Regions from separate parts of the Oryctolagus cuniculus genome. Here region 1 is linked to region 2. The links are chromatin contacts, called in public Micro-C maps. All regions are on one chromosome and are shown on one strand. The core of a region is the stretch at or near the end of the contact, and the rest is flanking DNA. Distances in the headings are between cores, read along the strand shown. Region 1 holds the start of SLC38A1 (solute carrier family 38 member 1). Region 2 holds the start of SCAF11 (SR-related CTD associated factor 11).

What was found. A called contact is a pair of places that touch in the nucleus more often than the background predicts.
Region 1: a contact with region 2 is called in a Micro-C map of ear pinna, with 3 times the contacts expected there. The contact joins the promoter of SLC38A1 here to the promoter of SCAF11 in region 2. A contact is called at or near these places in 2 of 6 Hi-C or Micro-C datasets (ear pinna and skin fibroblasts).

What each region holds. Positions count from the first base shown.
Region 1 is chr9:136,873,630-136,877,215 of mOryCun1.1, forward strand. SLC38A1 (solute carrier family 38 member 1) reads right to left here and starts at 1,500. Exons shown (of 17, transcript XM_051851014.2): 1 at 1,363-1,500. LOC138843666 (homeobox protein MIXL1-like) reads right to left here and starts at 1,714. Exons shown (of 5, transcript XM_070048364.1): 1 at 1,681-1,714; 2 at 1,363-1,580; 3 at 687-769; 4 at 443-555; 5 at 157-242. The coding sequence starts at 1,714. The coding sequence ends at 157.
Region 2 is chr9:136,738,448-136,742,038 of mOryCun1.1, forward strand. It overlaps SCAF11 (SR-related CTD associated factor 11), which reads right to left and starts at 1,521. Exons shown (of 15, transcript XM_008259359.4): 1 at 1,388-1,521.

The DNA of each region.
Region 1 (3,586 bases), core at 250-2,749, 140 kb after region 2:
CCCCGCCAGGACCTTCTGTGCGCGACTCACACCGGTCCTGGCGATGGAAAAGTACCCCCGCCCCGCATGCCTCTTCGGTTTGGAAAGAACCTCCCGGGTGAGGCGGGACCCGAGTCGCCGCCAGCACCCGTTAGCCGCGCCCCGCAGATCCTCTTCTCATCCCGGGGGACAGTAGCCAGGCGCTCCGGGTCCCCCGCGCCCCGGCCCCAGCGCCCCGGGGACGGCTGCGGTCCCCTCGGGGCCTGCGGGCCCGACGCCAAGTACCGGGGCCGGGGACTCTCGCGCTCCTGCCGCCCGCTGCGCTGGAGCCCCGGATCCCGTGACCCCGAGGAGATATCACGCGAGCTGGCGCCACGCGGTGCCGCGGACCTGGCTTTCTCCTTTCCTGAGAGAAAAAGGCCCGCCCGCGGCAGGGACGCGGCAGCGTGGCCGCTCCGCTTACCTCCCAGCTCTTCGGGGAAGGAGGCCCACACGAGCTTGGCCAGCAGGGGAAGCGGCCAAAGCGGGTCCGGGGCGCGCTCTCCCGGGAAGGCGAGGGACGGAGGCTCCAGCGACCTTCAGGCGCGTGGCGTGGCCGCCCGGCCCTGCTCCTCCTTTCCGCGGGCGGATTGCATCACAGCCACCCCTCCCCCCGTCCCCAGCCGCGGCCTCGGGAGCTGAAGGTCCCGCCACCGTCGCGCGCCTACCCTTGGGCCTCCATGGCTCGCGCGGCTCTAGCGGGAGAGCCGGGCCATTCCTCCTCGGCCGCGCGCCGGCTCTGGAACCACAGCTGCGAGTCACGGAGCTGAGCGGGTCACGGGGTGTTCCCGCCGGCGGCCGCGCCTCCCGCCGGTGCTGCGACCGCGGCCCGTCTGCACGGCTAGGAGGGGGCGCAGGGCGGACGGGGGGCGGGGTGGCCAGGAGGACGCAGGCGGAGGCGCCGCGGGAGCCGGGGGGACCTGGACAGGCGCAGGGAAGGAGGGCCGTGCGCTCGGGGGCTGCATCTGGGGGCGCCGGGAGGTTCGCTGCGGCAGGGCACGGCCACGCACGCGCCCCGCGGACCCCGCAGACGGCCGAGCGCGCCGGCCGAGGGAGCGCGGCGAGCGAGTACCTCTGGATCCCTTTGTTCTAGTCCTCAGCTGAGGCGCCGCCCCTCTGCAGGATGCGGCCCCCGCAGGCTCGGCGCCCGCCCTAGATCTACAGTCAGAGCTCGGATCTGGAGATCTTGCGGGTCGGGAGGGACCCAAAGTCACGCGGAGTCCGGGACGCGCACCTGGCTAGGCGCGCTGCGGGCCGCTCGCGTCCTCCCGCGCACCCTTTGTTCCGGGCCCGGCCTACACTGCCGAGCCCTCTCCTCCTAGTGGAGACTAGAAGCAGCCCCACCTGCGCGTCCGCCGGGCGCAGTCGCTGCAGTGCGGGGCGGCGGGGTGGCTGCGGAGGCTGCGGCGCCCGGTCGCCTTCGAAGCCGCAGCGGGAAGGGGGCTCGGAGCGCTGCTCACGCGGCTGTCGCGCGGGGGCCGCCGCTGGACAACCAGGGCCGGCGCCGCTGCCGCTGCCGCTGCCGCTCCCCTCCAGAGGCCGCCAGGGGAGCGGCGGGAGGTCTGGAGGCCGGCGGGACGGACACGCGCCCCGCCCCGGTCGGACCGTCTGGGGTTTCTCCCTCGGCGGCTTAACCTCTTGTCCTGGCCGCGAACCCCTGACTTGTGACCAGGCGCACACCGGTGCACACATACATCGTGGCGAAGCTCCGTGGGCCGCGGGCGTGGGCGCCTCCCCCCTGCCTTCGCAGCGTTGGCTGACTGAGTGGGAACTGCTGATTTGCAGGGGTGCGCACCTTCCCTGGCGCAGGTGAAGGGGCGGGCTCAGCCTTGTTGAACTGTCCGCCTGGTGCCGGCAGGTGCGGTCATCAGCGTGGTGCTTGCAGAGAATCAAATCCCAAACGAATCTGTTGGTTTTAGTTCTCATTTATTTGCTGGGTTCTGTGCACCCAGACGGCTGCCATAACCCAGACTTTTGTGGCTGGGGTTCCCAAGGGACTGTGCCAGAGACAGTGCTGTCAGTGTTATTCTGTTTGCGGCTTTAAATCCCTCAATGAGGCATCATCCTCTGTGTGTTTATTTTTAAGTTATTTATTTGAAAGGTGGAGAGAGAAAAGGAAAGGTCTTCCATCCTCTGGCTCACTCCCTAAGTGGCTGCAACGGCCAGAGCTGTGCTGATCTGAAACCAGGAACCAGGAGCTTCTTCCGGGTCTCTCATGCGGGTGCAGGGGCCCAAGCACTTGGGCCATCTTCTGCTTTCCCAGGCCATAGCAGAGAGCTGGATCGGAAGTGGAGCAGCCGGGACTTGAACCCGCGCCCATATAGGGTGCCGGCACAGCAGGTGGTTTTATCTGCTAAGCCACAGCGTCGCCCCAAAAGTAGATTCCAAGAGGTGAACGTGGCTGTGCTTACAGGAGCAAGTGGGTCGAGTGCGGGAATGGGTGGCACTGGGCCTGTGTTCAGGCGGGTTCAGGCCACAGGCTGGGCTCCAGCTGCACACTCCCAGGGGGCATGTGTGGGCTCCACTCACACCCTTCTAGGCCTCCCTATACCTTTGCTAACCACCTGCAGCAGAATAGACGCCAACGCAGAGGCCTCACAGGTCAACTGGGGGGCCTGGTCGCCAGGCGAGTCCTTCTCCAGGATACGTGTGGGTGCAGGCTCTCTCGGGGTCCTTGCCCCTACCCACCCCACTTGTTCTGGTCTTAAACGGGGGCAAGGGTGTCAGGGTGAAGCCTCCCCGGCCACCGTGTGGCTGCTGGAAGACGGGCAGCAGGTCACTTTACAAATGGCTTCACAGCACCCAGGGTCATGCACCAGCCTTCAGAGCCGGGTCCCCACGGCTGGCCGTGCCCTTGTTCCCTGATCCTGGAAGAGCCTCTCTGAAGGACCGGGAGCTGCCTCCCTGCTGGAGGGTGCACGAGAGGGCACTCTGTCTGCAAGGATGTGCTAATGAAAACGTGGAAGAGTCCCAGTGCCAGACACTGCACCTGCACAAGCTGAGGTGCGGTGCAGACTGGGACAGGACTTTGTGAGGCTGCACGGTGTGGGTGGACTGGGCTCCAACACCACGATCAGCTCTGAGATCTTGGGCAAGTTTTAACTTCTCGGTGCCTTGATTTCCTCCTAAGTCAAGTGGAAATGATACAACCTCCCTCACAAAGGTAGCGAGTGTGCGTATTAACGCATGGAAGGCATTAAATGCGGTTCACAGCTTACATTAAATATCAACAGGTGATCATCATTGTTATTGGCAAGCAGCTTGGCAAGAACTGGGAGCCACTTGACAGTGTTTGTGTCACTTCTGCGAGCCTGTTCCCACGAATAATGGTGAAACTAAGCCACAGGCCTCACAGTGGGGCAAGCGCAGGTGAGGAGCATGCTGGGAACCAGGTGGCAGGTGCACCAGTGACGTGCCAATTAGATACCCAGCGGCTCACCTTGGGACACGAGTCTCTCGAGACACCTGGAGGAGCAAGGCCAAGGGCTCCTTACGTCTGATCTGTGGACAGGGCATCCATGGTCATAGGTGGAGAAGGGCCCTTCACCCAACATGCAGGGAAGCAGAA
Region 2 (3,591 bases), core at 271-2,770:
GTCTGATTCCAAACCAGTTCCCTGTTAACCTGCCTAGGAAGGCAGCAGAAGATGGCCAAGTACTCGGGTCCCTGCCACCCATTTGGGAGACCAGCATGGCGTTCCAGGCTCCTGGCTGCTGCAGCCATTGGGGCATGAACTATCAAATGGAAGATACACCCCCTCCCATGACACACAAAGACACACTCACACACACATTCTGCTTTTCAAATAAGTAAATCTTTAGATAAGAGCAGATGATGGCAGAGCTTGAAAAAGTTACAATGAACATTCAATAACTATTATTTGTATGCCTGCTACTCTCTTTAGTTAAGTTTTTACAACTTTTGCTTCCTGATGTTGCTAAAAAGTTCAGTATTAAGCTAATGACATATGTAATATTGGATTTTCTGCATACTGAAAGATGTTACTGATGATGAATCAATGGCAGCCTGAAACTGCACTGATTCAACCGACAGCACATGTCTTCAAGAAAAGCTGAACAACCCACAGAGTTTCCATCTTAGCCACGGCCCCACTCCCAAAAGAAGATTTTACAGGGGAGGGAAAACTCCTTGAGATTTTCACGTCTTCGAGCAGCGTATTTGGAAACAATGTACACTTTCCACAGTTTCCTGCCCCCTTGCCATACTCAAACTCTACCACGGTGAGATCTTAAACACGTATCAAAGTCTCAAGGTCCTGCTCGCCCCAATCGCTATCCGAATGCGAAACTGAACGATTGCCAAAACATTCGCAAGCTCCAAAACACATGACCGCTAAAGTGCAGCTAACTAGAACAAGAATTACCAACTTTTTAAAAACTCACATTGCAAAGACGAGACAGAAATCCAACCAGGTTCTCTGACAGGACCGCATAAAACAAAAGAAAACCCGAAGACAGCTCTCTACTCCGTTTCCTCCTGCCCCCCAGTTAACAACACCACCGCCCAAAGACCCAGCAACTTTTCTCCTGCGGGCTCTCACCAAGGGCGAGCCGGAGGGGCGACTCCGCCGCCGCCTGGCTGGAGGCGCCCGCAGGCCGGAGACGCGGCCGCGGCGGCGGTCAGCGGCGGCCTCCCGGGCGGGCGGGCGGGCGGCCGGCGGCACCGAGGTCGCCGCGCAGTAAAGTTTGGCTTCGCAGCGGCCGCGCGCCGGCGACAAAAGCCAAGTCCCCAGCGTCGCCGGCGCGGCGGGGCGGGTGTCGGCGGCGAGAGCGGGGCCTGCCCGCGGGGACGGGGCCGGGCCGAGGCCGAGGACCGGACGGAGGAGGGACCGGGACGGGGCCGGCGAGGCGCGGGGCCCGGCCGCAGCCTCAACTTTCCGCCGCGCGAGACTCCCAACTCGGGCCGCCCGGGCCGCTCCCAGCCCGCGCCGGCCCTCCCCACCCCGGGCCGCCCGCGTTTACCTCAGGCCGAGGTCGAGGCCCCGCCGCGGGGACCGAGGCCCGTCCCTGCGCCGCCGAGCTCCCGAACGCGGGGGGCCACGGCGCCGGCTCGCGGGCCGCCGAGGGAGGCGCGAGGCGGGAGCGGGCCGCGCTGCGCTGCTCCCTCCCCCGCCGCGTGGGCCTCCTCTTCGCTCCCGCCTCCCTCCCTCCGCGCCGCCTCAGGCCGGCGCGCCGCGGTGACGACGGCGGCGACCGGCCCAGCCTTCTTCCCGCCCGCCCGGGCCCACAGCCCGCAGCGCTCGGCGCGGCCGCCGGGGGGCGCCGACAACCCGCCGCGGGCTGCGGGGCGCGGTGGGCGGGGCCACGCCGTGCGTCCGCGAGCGGGAGGGAGCCGGCGGCGAGGGCTTCTGGGAAATGCGCTCCCAGCCCGCCGCCCCGCCGCGCGCCGAGCCTGGCTGTGCGCGTGCGCTCTGCGGGACCGGGCCTGCCCTGCCCGGTGGTCTCGGGCAGGCGGCTCTGCGGCGGCGGCCCGCCGGCTCTGCCCTCTGTGGGGGTCACGGGGTGTGAGGAGTGTGCACGGGCGGCCATCGGAGGCGCGGGCCGATGGCACCCGCGTCCCCAGCGGGCCGGGCCTTGTGCGGGGCCCCGCACCGAGACGCGGCCGGGGGCGTCGTGAGGCGAGCCGGCCAGGGCCCAGGGCCGAGCGCCAGGCCGCGTCCGTGGGAGCGGGCTCGCCCGCGGCGAGGGACCGCGCTGGCCCTCAGGCGTCGTGAGGCGAGCCGGCCAGGGCCCAGGGCCGAGCGCCAGGCCGCGCCCGTGGGAGCGGGCTCGCCCGCGGCGAGGGACCGCGCTGGCCCCTCAGCTTCCGGCAGGTCGTGTTCACGCCGGCCGGCCTCCGAGGCGTTCTGCGAGCGCGGGGCGGCAAAGTGCTCTCCGAAAATGACGGCTTCCGCTTCTGGCTGGCGGTAGTGACTGGAGCACAGTGTGAGGTTTCGAACACGTGCACGCCGTAGATGGACACAGAGGGGCCAGACGTCGCTGCTGCTCGCTCGTGACCGTGCCGCGAGGTGGCCAGGACTGTCCCTCCTCGGCCTGTCCCAAGCAGGAAGCCGCGGCTGGGGACGGCCTCTCGTCTCCCAGGGAAGACCACGACCTGGGCACGAGCATTTCCATGGCTGCACCCTGACAATTCAGGAGGGTAAAATTCACAGTACGCTAGCGGTACATACGCAAAAGATGGACTGTAAGCAGGCGAGTGAGGCTGATGTGCCCACCATCGTTGTCGATTGGATTATAACCACAGAACATGACGCACGAGACTCAGGAGAAAAACACATGGAGAGGAAGCTCTGGTACACAGACAGCGACCTAGTGGCGAATGTTCCAAAACCGACCTGTCACTTAAGACTTATGGAGGTCCTTAGAAATCAGCAAGTTGTTGCTGATTTTTCTTTTTTCTTTTCTTTTTTTTTTTTTTTTTTTTTTTTTGTGCATAACAAGAAGTTCTGATTTTAATGAAATGTCTGGCATTTCTTAAAGCATTGAAAGTGTTTGAATTCACAGAGTGTACAGTGTAAGACTCAAGCAAAACGTGGCCAAATAGACAATACTCATGTAGGGAATGAAACATTAATGCTATAAGGAAAAGTTGGTTAACAAGAATTTTTTAAAGCCAGTTTTTTTCTTGTTTTTGTTTTTGTTTTTTTTAGATTTATTTACTTATTTGAAAGGCTGAGAGAGAGAGAGAGAGTCTTCCATGCACTGGTTCACTTCCCAAATGGACACAATGGTCAGGGCTAATCTAGTCTGAAGCCAGGAGCCAGAAGCTTCTTCCATATCTCCCAAGCAGGTGCAGGACCCCAAGGACTTGGGACATCTTCTACTGCTTTCCCAGGTCATAGCAGAGATTTAGATTGGAAGAGGAGCATCCAGGGCTTGAACTGGTGTCCAAATGGAATGCTGGCACCACAGGCTTTACCCACTACACCACAACACCAGCCCTGCCAGCAGTTTATTTGATCTTCACACTGTGAAGTATGTTTTAATCCGGGTAATACTGTCCAGCTGTTATCTCTGTAGAATTAAATTTATTTCTGTGGGGCCAACGCTGTTGCACAGTAGGCTGTCTCTGCCTGCAGTGCCTGCATCCCATATGGGCACTGGTTCATGTCCCAGCTGCTCTTCTTCCAATCCAGCTCTTTGGTATAGCCTAGGAAAGCAGTAGA